Regions from separate parts of the Gossypium hirsutum genome. Here all the other regions are linked to region 1. The links are chromatin contacts, called in public Hi-C maps. All regions are on one chromosome and are shown on one strand. Each heading gives the region's core, a stretch centred on a gene start, on an enhancer-like site or on the middle of the called end of the contact. The rest is flanking DNA. Distances are from core to core; before and after follow the strand shown.

Region 1 (2,700 bases), core at 130-2,629:
TATTTATATAATTATATCACGTAGCAATCTATTATTGGCTAGATTTTTTAATAGATATAATATTTAGGTGTAAAATGAGCAATGAAAGAATAGTTTAAGTACAACGTTTGATCCAAAGAAAATTCAATTACCAACTTGGAGAAAACGATATAGCTGTAGGTTAAGTACCAAAATCAAAAAATATATATATCAATTTATAGATTAAACCTAAAAAAAATTATTCTATTGACATAAAATTTTGAATTAATTTATTATATGCAATAAATTTGAATTAAATATATTTTTCAAATATCTAAATTCAGACATTTTACATTTAGTAAATACAGTTTATTTATATTTTTTTGCATTTTGCAAATAAATGAATGTCCCTTCATATCCGAAGTGTTTATTCGTAAAAGTAAAACAACTACAAGCTATAAATGAAAAAAAAATTGAATTGCTAACGAAATTATTTTATATTTAAAATAATAAATATAACTTAAAATATTAATATAAAAATATTTTCTAAACAATTATTGATTAATTTTTATTTACTTAAAAATTATTTTTTAGAAATATTTATTAAAAAAATTCAAACAAGAAAATCATTCTGTCAACAAAAATCCAATAATAAAAAACTTTGAAACATTACTAAATAATCTCCAAAGTTAAAAAAAATAAAATTCATTCTGTCAAAAAAATTCTAATAATAAAAAAAAATCTTTGAAACATCACTGAATAATACCAAAGGTTAAAAAAACATTCTGTCAAAAAAAAATCCAATAATAAAAAATTAAAAATCGAAAATCAAATCGGACTGTGATGGATATTCGAAAAATTCAAATTTAGCTATAATTTGGATATTCAAAGGATGAAACCCAACGTCTCCCTTTTTTTTATAGGCATAATGATAAATTTACTCTTTAATATTTATATATTTTTATTAATTTAGTCAATTTTTAAATTAAATTTAATTATTAAATTTTTAAAAAAAATTAAAATAATTTTTAATAGAAATGTCGATTAATCGTGCTAACAAATAATTTAAAATTAATAAAAATTTAAAATTCAAAAAAATTATAAAAAGTAAATAAAAAATCTACCTTGATTGTTATGTTTAAAATTATAACATTTTCATCTGTATTTCGATATTTTTAAAAGATATTAGTTAAATTCTGACTATTTTTTTGAAAAGTTGAAGTAAAATTTAATTAAAAAAATATAAATCATTATGCGTATTTTAATAGTTAAATGCGAAAGTGAAATGGTTGTCGTCATATCTTTGTCCGTTTCTTATAGTTTTGATGTCATTCCTTCCGTGTATTTTGTCATTTTTTAAGTGTTTAGATCCTTTTCCCAATAGTGGATAATAATGAATAAAAAACAGTCAAGTTGTTCATCTTGTATGCGGTAAAGGGAAAAAAAAAACAAACTATTTTTACATTTAGAGTCTCACCCACTGTCTTTAGTCTGCAGCTAGAAGGAAGTTATGGAAAAGTCAACTAATGCATACCGACCAATTGATGTCCTTTATGATCCGATTGAAAGCTACCCCATAATCAATTCATGATATTCAACTCTTTTTATGTTTGAATCACAAAAATGTCAAAAGCTAGTTTTGCCTTCACAAGTACAGTAAAGTCGAATCCAGCTTCCTTCTCGAAAAGGGTAGTTTTATAATTAATTAGAAATGGATTTTCATTGATGGGTAGTGGGAAGAATGTTGAGAAGCTGGAAAGGAAGAAAACCCTTTATTGTATATGAAGTTTAAGAACATGTTTTGTAGCTGAAGTCAACTTTGTAGCCCTTTGTTTCTCTACCAATTTGGTGCAATGAAAGGTGTTTTTGTTCTTAATCTTATGTTCAGCTTCTTGTTGCTTCTTTATCCTTCTACTTCTTTTCCTTTGTGTACAAATTCAGGTAAGTTCTGAATCTAAAAAGTTTGAATTTATTTCTTTTTTAGGTTTCTAATTTTTCTTTCTGGGTTTTGTTTGCAGAGGCACCTTTCACCTTGAAGACTGCTTTGAAATTTTGTTCCTACAATGGAAGTAGCTGCTGCAATTCCACTGTTGATTCACAATTACAGAAGCAATTTCAAGATATGAATATCTCGGATCCAAGCTGTGCTTCAGTTCTTCAATCAGTCCTCTGTGCTGTAAGACTTTCATTTCTTCACTGGTTTAAATGCTTGATTCATTGGTTTATATCCTTTTTTATTATTATGATTTTGCAGAGATGCGATCCATTTTCAGCGCAGTTGTTCGCAATTGATACCGAGACTCGTACGGTGCCTCTCCTTTGCAACTCTACTGTTTCAACAAATTCATCTCAGTCTAACCAAGCAACAAATGATTTCTGCTCTAATGTATGGGATACATGTCAAAATGTATCTATGTTGAATTCCCCGTTTGCACCTTCCTTGCAAGGGCAAGCCGGAGCACCTGCCAATTCGAATTTCACCAAATTGATTGATCTTTGGCAGTCCAAAACTGATTTCTGTAATGCCTTTGGTGGAGCATCTACTGATGAATCAGTTTGCTATGATGGTGAACCTGTTAGATTAAATGAGACGCGAACTCCTAGTGCTCCAAATGGTTTGTGCCTTGAGAAAATTGGTAATGGAAGTTACTTGGATATGGCTGCTCACCCCGATGGATCGAACCGTGCATTCTTCTCCAATCAACAAGGAAAGATTTGGTTGGCGACTATTCCGAAAGTTGG
Region 2 (2,700 bases), core at 105-2,604, 340 kb before region 1:
ACATAAGGAAAAAATTCACAAACATTTGAGCTTATCCATGTCAGGTGGGTACCACAGTCATAGCTGAGTTGGAGTGATGGAGCACAACATATGATACAAAACAATTTCTAATCCAAGATAAGAAACACAAAATCATGATTTGCTGCTTGAACCTACTCGATCAATTAGGCCATATACATTCAACTTTAGCAAGTTCACCATTACAAGTTGTTGGACAATTCTTATACACATAAACCAATGAATTTGCATGATCGAATACATTTTCTCTCACCACAATTCATAAAAGCCTCTGGGGTTTAAGAGAAAACTAAATGGGTTTAAGAGAAAACTAACCCAATGCAGGCAAAGCAAATACAACTATAAACAAAATACAAACGCATACCAAAAATTGTAATTCCAATTGACAAACTTGCATTCCTTCAAGCACGCTACACCTGTGATAAATGTTTGAAATGTCTATATTATTGAAAGCAATCTGTTGAGGGAATGTTGGAATCTTAGTTCTAGTGACCAAGAATGAAACCTTAGTAGACAGCTTTTATTTCAAAAAAAGGCTTATTAGAGTTCAATAAAACTATATCAGAAAAATGAGATCAAACATCAAAAACATTTATCACCAAACAAAACACACAATGAGACGAAACCCACATTACGATGCAAAAGGCAGTGAGCAAAGAAATTATAACACCCAAGCTGAAACATCGTCAAACAACAAAAACAAAAACAATCTTAAAAAACCAATAGTTACCTTAGCATCCAACATTTGTTTCAACCTAAGCAACATACGCAACGCCTCATCTTTAGCAGCGAACAGCTCTTGCTGATATCTTAGAGCCTTTCTCTCCGACACCATTATCCTCACCGCCGCCTCTTTAGCCGTGTTCAGAATGATTTCGGCATACGCCTTTTTCAAAGCCGTCAATTTCTGTTAAAAGAAAAAAAAAAGAAAACATCAAAGAAAACCCACATCGAAAATACTCCTGTTGAACCAATTAAAAATCAAAACCCAAGTCCTTCTAACAAAAAAGAAGAAGAAGCAGCTTCAAAATTCATACCCAAAGAACAAAAAGTAGATTAGATTAAGTGTAAAAGAATAGAGAAACTTTACTTGAGAATCCGCCATTGTAGCCACTAATGCATCGAATTGATTAAGTTCCTTTCAGACCAAGTTGCGAACAACAACAACAGTATGCAAACGGAGGTTTTGTTTTCCTTCCCTAGCAGCAGCTGTCTGTTACGAACTGAAAGACCCCTTATTTCCAAATACCAAGCTTACCCTCCACTCTCCCTTTTATTTACCAACGAAGCGACTTCAGCTGACTTAAGCGGCGGTTTTTTCTTATTCTTTTTTAAGTTATAACATGTTTCCGGTTCTATTCTATTTCTTCCTTCCGCGCCAGCGAAGTGGGGTCCACTAAGGAACTTGATGGACACGTGGCTTTCGATGCGTGAAGTGGTTTTACGTTTGGGCGGTAGCTTGATGGAGGGCCTAGCGTGAGGTAATGGGTAGATAAGTGAGGCTCTGGAAGTTGGGTGAAAGTAAAAGCAGTTGGCAACGGCAAAGGCCACATTGGAGTTTTGAGTTGAGACTTGGGACTTGAGAGCGGTTAATTTAAGCTTAAGCTTGTCAACCTCCGCATAATCTTTTTATTTGTTGGGTAACCTATAAAATTATAAAAATTTCAATTTTATTATTCTTGTTTTAAATTGTTTATATTTTAGTCACTCTAAATGATTAACGAGAGTGATAATGTGACTTTTTTAACTGGTATAATAAGTCTTCAATACTTATATGTTCTATTAATTTAATCCTTAAACATATATAATTAAATTATTGTTTATTATAAAATAGTAAAAAAATATAATATTATTTATATTATTTCGTATCAGCATGTACTTGTATATTATATTTACACCCGAATCTAAATAACATGATACTAAACAATATTATTAGATTAATAACTTGTGCCTTCAGTAATAAAAAAACGAGAGATGAAGAAACAAAAACAACATTTAGTGATAAAAAACACAAATAATCACGCAATGACTGACAACAGATTCTACTAAAAACTAGACTGCAATTGTTTTAAAATTTAACCTACAAAAATTTGGACTTCAATTAAATCATTTGCTTTTAAGAGATTAATGTTGTTAAGCTGGTAATGAAGCTTGCTAAGGCACGTGATTTTGAGGAGATTAAGGTTAATGGTTCGGTAATTCTTGATGTCTAGAAAGTTAAATTCCCGTATTGGTAGCAAAGAAGTTTGCAGAAGCTTTCATCATTCTCAGTCTCGTGCCCATAAATTTCATATTCACTAACATAGCTTAAAAAAATTTGAATTCATAATATATATAAAAATAATAGTATATGTTTCCTTAAATAATATTATATTTTGTACTTTTCATAACATAAAATAATCATTTAATTATAATTATATTTAATTATATGTGTTTAATGAACAAATTAATAGAATTTGTAAATATAGAGAGTTAACTTTATTAAATTATTTAGAATTAAGATTAAATTGATACTATGTATAAGTAATGAGGACTAAATATGTTATTATATTAGTTAAAAAATGTCATATCATCAACTCCATTCACTATTTAATGAAGAGTGACCAAAACAAAAACAATCTAAAATATTAGTGACGAAATTGAGAAGAAGTTGTATAATTTAGTGACTGAAACTGAAACACA
Region 3 (2,700 bases), core at 180-2,679, 380 kb before region 1:
GAATGCAATTTACCCAAAAATACATATACATGATTACCTAGTGAGAAAAGTAATGATTTTGAGGGTCAGACATCTGTCGGTCCATAGTACCTTTGAGAAAATTTACTGATGAAAACGAATTTTCAACCTCCAAAAACTTTTGAAGAAAATTAACAACTATAGTTCCTTACCCTAAGTATGTGATATTTTAATGAAATATTATTGGATATTTGCAGATTTATAAAGTTATCTCCTCATGCTGATTCCAACTGCAAGCCTTAAATGACAATAAGTTAAAATAATTAATTAATTAATTAATAGCGACAGTACTCTGTTTGAAAAAATAAATTAAATCCTAAGCAAGAATTGCCATTTGCCAGATCTGCTTATTCCCTTATCATTGTTGACAACCCTATTCCCACCTTGAGTAGAGTACAAACATAATAAGAGTTAATTACACAAACATCCCTAAACTATGACCCTCATTCTAAATTAGTCCCTAAACTCTAAGTTATTTTAATTATATTCCCAAACTATTGAGGGTATAGTAATTTGATCCTTATATTATTAAAATTGTTAATTTAACTGTTAAATGACACATTAAATTTTAAATGGCATAATTTAAAATGAAAATTTTAGGAAAAAAACTAATATTATAAAAATAGATGTTTTAAAAAAAATGTATAGTTTTGAGGTTTTCAAAGCTTTTAAAGAAGTTTTATCATTAACTTTTTTGTTCAATTTTACTTTATTTTTAGCTGTTTTTCTTTTTAAAAGTTTTCATTTTAAATTTAGTTACGTAATATTTGACGTATCATTTAACTTTTAAATTAATAAATTTAATAAAAGGACTTGATTGACACAACATTGATAACTTGAGCTATAATTAGAATGTTTTGAAGTTTTGGGACCAATTTAAAATGAGGACAGTCATTTGGGGATGTCTGGTGAAATTAACTCATATAAAAATAATAATTATAATAATAATAAAAGCTACCAGACAGCTGCCATGACCTGCTTAAAACGCCACCGTTTCACCTGCTTCTTTTATTAGGTAAATTTTTGTCAACGGTCCCTCTACTATGTATTTCTAGAAGATTCAGTTCCTCTTATTTCTAATCTCAATTATAAAATCAAATGTTTTTGTGTCTTTATTTATTTTTTAACGTATGGCATACACACTTTGATTTTATTTTATAGTTAAATAATCTCTTTTTCATAAAGTGCAAAAAGTTGGTCCAGTTATATTAAGAAATGTCAATGTATATAAATGATCATGTGAAATTATTTGATACAATTAATGGAAAATTTTGGTCATAGGATTTAAAATAACATTTCGAACAAATTATAGTATAGGACTAAATATACCAAAAATACATAGTACAAGGACTTTTTGTCAGAATTTGACCCTTTTCTTACTTTCTTTTAACGACTCTCCTTCTTCACCTTAAATTATAAAGGCCTGAATGGATCTTGGAGATTTCCCACCACTGGGGAGCCGCCCAATGATACCGTCGGCTGCTCCGCCGTTGCCATAAAATTAGTAAAAGAGTAATGGCGCAACCTTTTAAACTAAAAGTTAACACCCTCCTAAACAAGCTCGGCGATCGAGACACCTTCTCTCTCGCAGCTGCTGAGCTCGACTCCATTGCTAGAAACCTTGATGCCACATCACTTCCGACTTTCATTTCCTGTATTCTTGCGGTCGATTCCTCCGATAAAAGCGGAGTGCGAAAGCAATGCGTGAAGCTCATTTCTGTTTTGGCTGTTAGTTATCCGAATTCTTTCCCTCATTTCCTCCCTAAAATCCTCTCTAGCCTCCTCCGTCGCCTGCGGGACCCCAATTCCGTTGTCCGTTCCGCCTGCGTCGACGCCGTCTCAGCTCTCTCCGTTAACCTCACCAAGTGCAACTTCTCATCTTCGTTTTTGAAGCCTTTGAGCGATGCGCTTTTCACAGAGCAAGAACCGAACGCGCAGATCGGGGCGGCATTGTGTTTGGCGGCGGCGATCGATGGATCACCGGATCCAGATCCAGTTAGGCTGGGGAAGATGTTAACGAAGCTGGAGAAACTCGTGAAAGTTGAAGGTTATAAGGCTAAGGCGGCAGTTTTGGTGGTTATCGGGAGTGTGATCGGATCGGGTGGGGCGTCAAATTTGGGTGATGAGATGATGAAAGCATTGGTGGGGTGCTTGATTGGGGTCTTGAGTAGTCATGATTGGGCAGCGAGAAAGGGAGCGGCAGAGGCGCTTGGGAGGTTAGCGGTGGTTGAGAGAGATTCATTGGCTGAGCTCAAAGCTGGTTGCATGAAAGTCTTCGAGGCTAGAAGATTTGATAAGGTTTTTAACTTAATTTTTATTCAAATTCTGGTGAGATCATTTGTATTTTGGTTTATATTATTATTTTTAATTGCTTCTTTTCTTTTTTGCCATATTTGGATGTGGATCTTATAGGTAAAGGCCGCCAGGGAGGTTATGAGTCAGATGTTGGAGGCGTGGAAGCAGGTTCCGGATGTTTCAGAAGAGGCGTCTCCACCGCCTCGATCACAGGCTTCTTCGAGAGGTATATGGTGATCTGCTTCTGCTTGATGGAAGTTGGATTTCTTGGCTAATCTGTACTAGTTTATCCGGTAGATTTTCTTTTATCCGAATTAGAAATGTCGCATAGGATCAATGCATCTTTGTTGTGAGCTGGTTATTTGGTCATTGCTTATTTTTTAAGTC

Evidence for each region. A called contact is a pair of places that touch in the nucleus more often than the background predicts.
Region 2: a contact with region 1 is called in a Hi-C map of leaf, with 1.7 times the contacts expected there. The contact joins the promoter of LOC107887294 here to the promoter of LOC107887281 in region 1. A contact is called at or near these places in 2 of 34 Hi-C or Micro-C datasets (both in leaf).
Region 3: a Hi-C map of leaf shows a contact between it and region 1, with 2.0 times the contacts expected there. The contact joins the promoter of LOC107887293 here to the promoter of LOC107887281 in region 1. A contact is called at or near these places in 3 of 34 Hi-C or Micro-C datasets (all in leaf).

The regions. Positions count from the first base shown.
Region 1 is chrA03:24,040,652-24,043,351 of Gossypium_hirsutum_v2.1, reverse strand. It overlaps LOC107887281 (HIPL1 protein), which reads left to right and starts at 1,379. Exons shown (of 7, transcript XM_016811472.2): 1 at 1,379-1,899; 2 at 1,977-2,134; 3 at 2,213-2,700. The coding sequence starts at 1,812.
Region 2 is chrA03:24,384,810-24,387,509 of Gossypium_hirsutum_v2.1, reverse strand. LOC107887294 reads right to left here and starts at 1,354. Exons shown (of 4, transcript XM_016811484.2): 1 at 1,109-1,354; 2 at 749-925. The coding sequence starts at 1,123.
Region 3 is chrA03:24,418,695-24,421,394 of Gossypium_hirsutum_v2.1, reverse strand. LOC107887293 (TORTIFOLIA1-like protein 3) reads left to right here and starts at 1,429. Exons shown (of 5, transcript XM_016811483.2): 1 at 1,429-2,316; 2 at 2,431-2,539. The coding sequence starts at 1,534.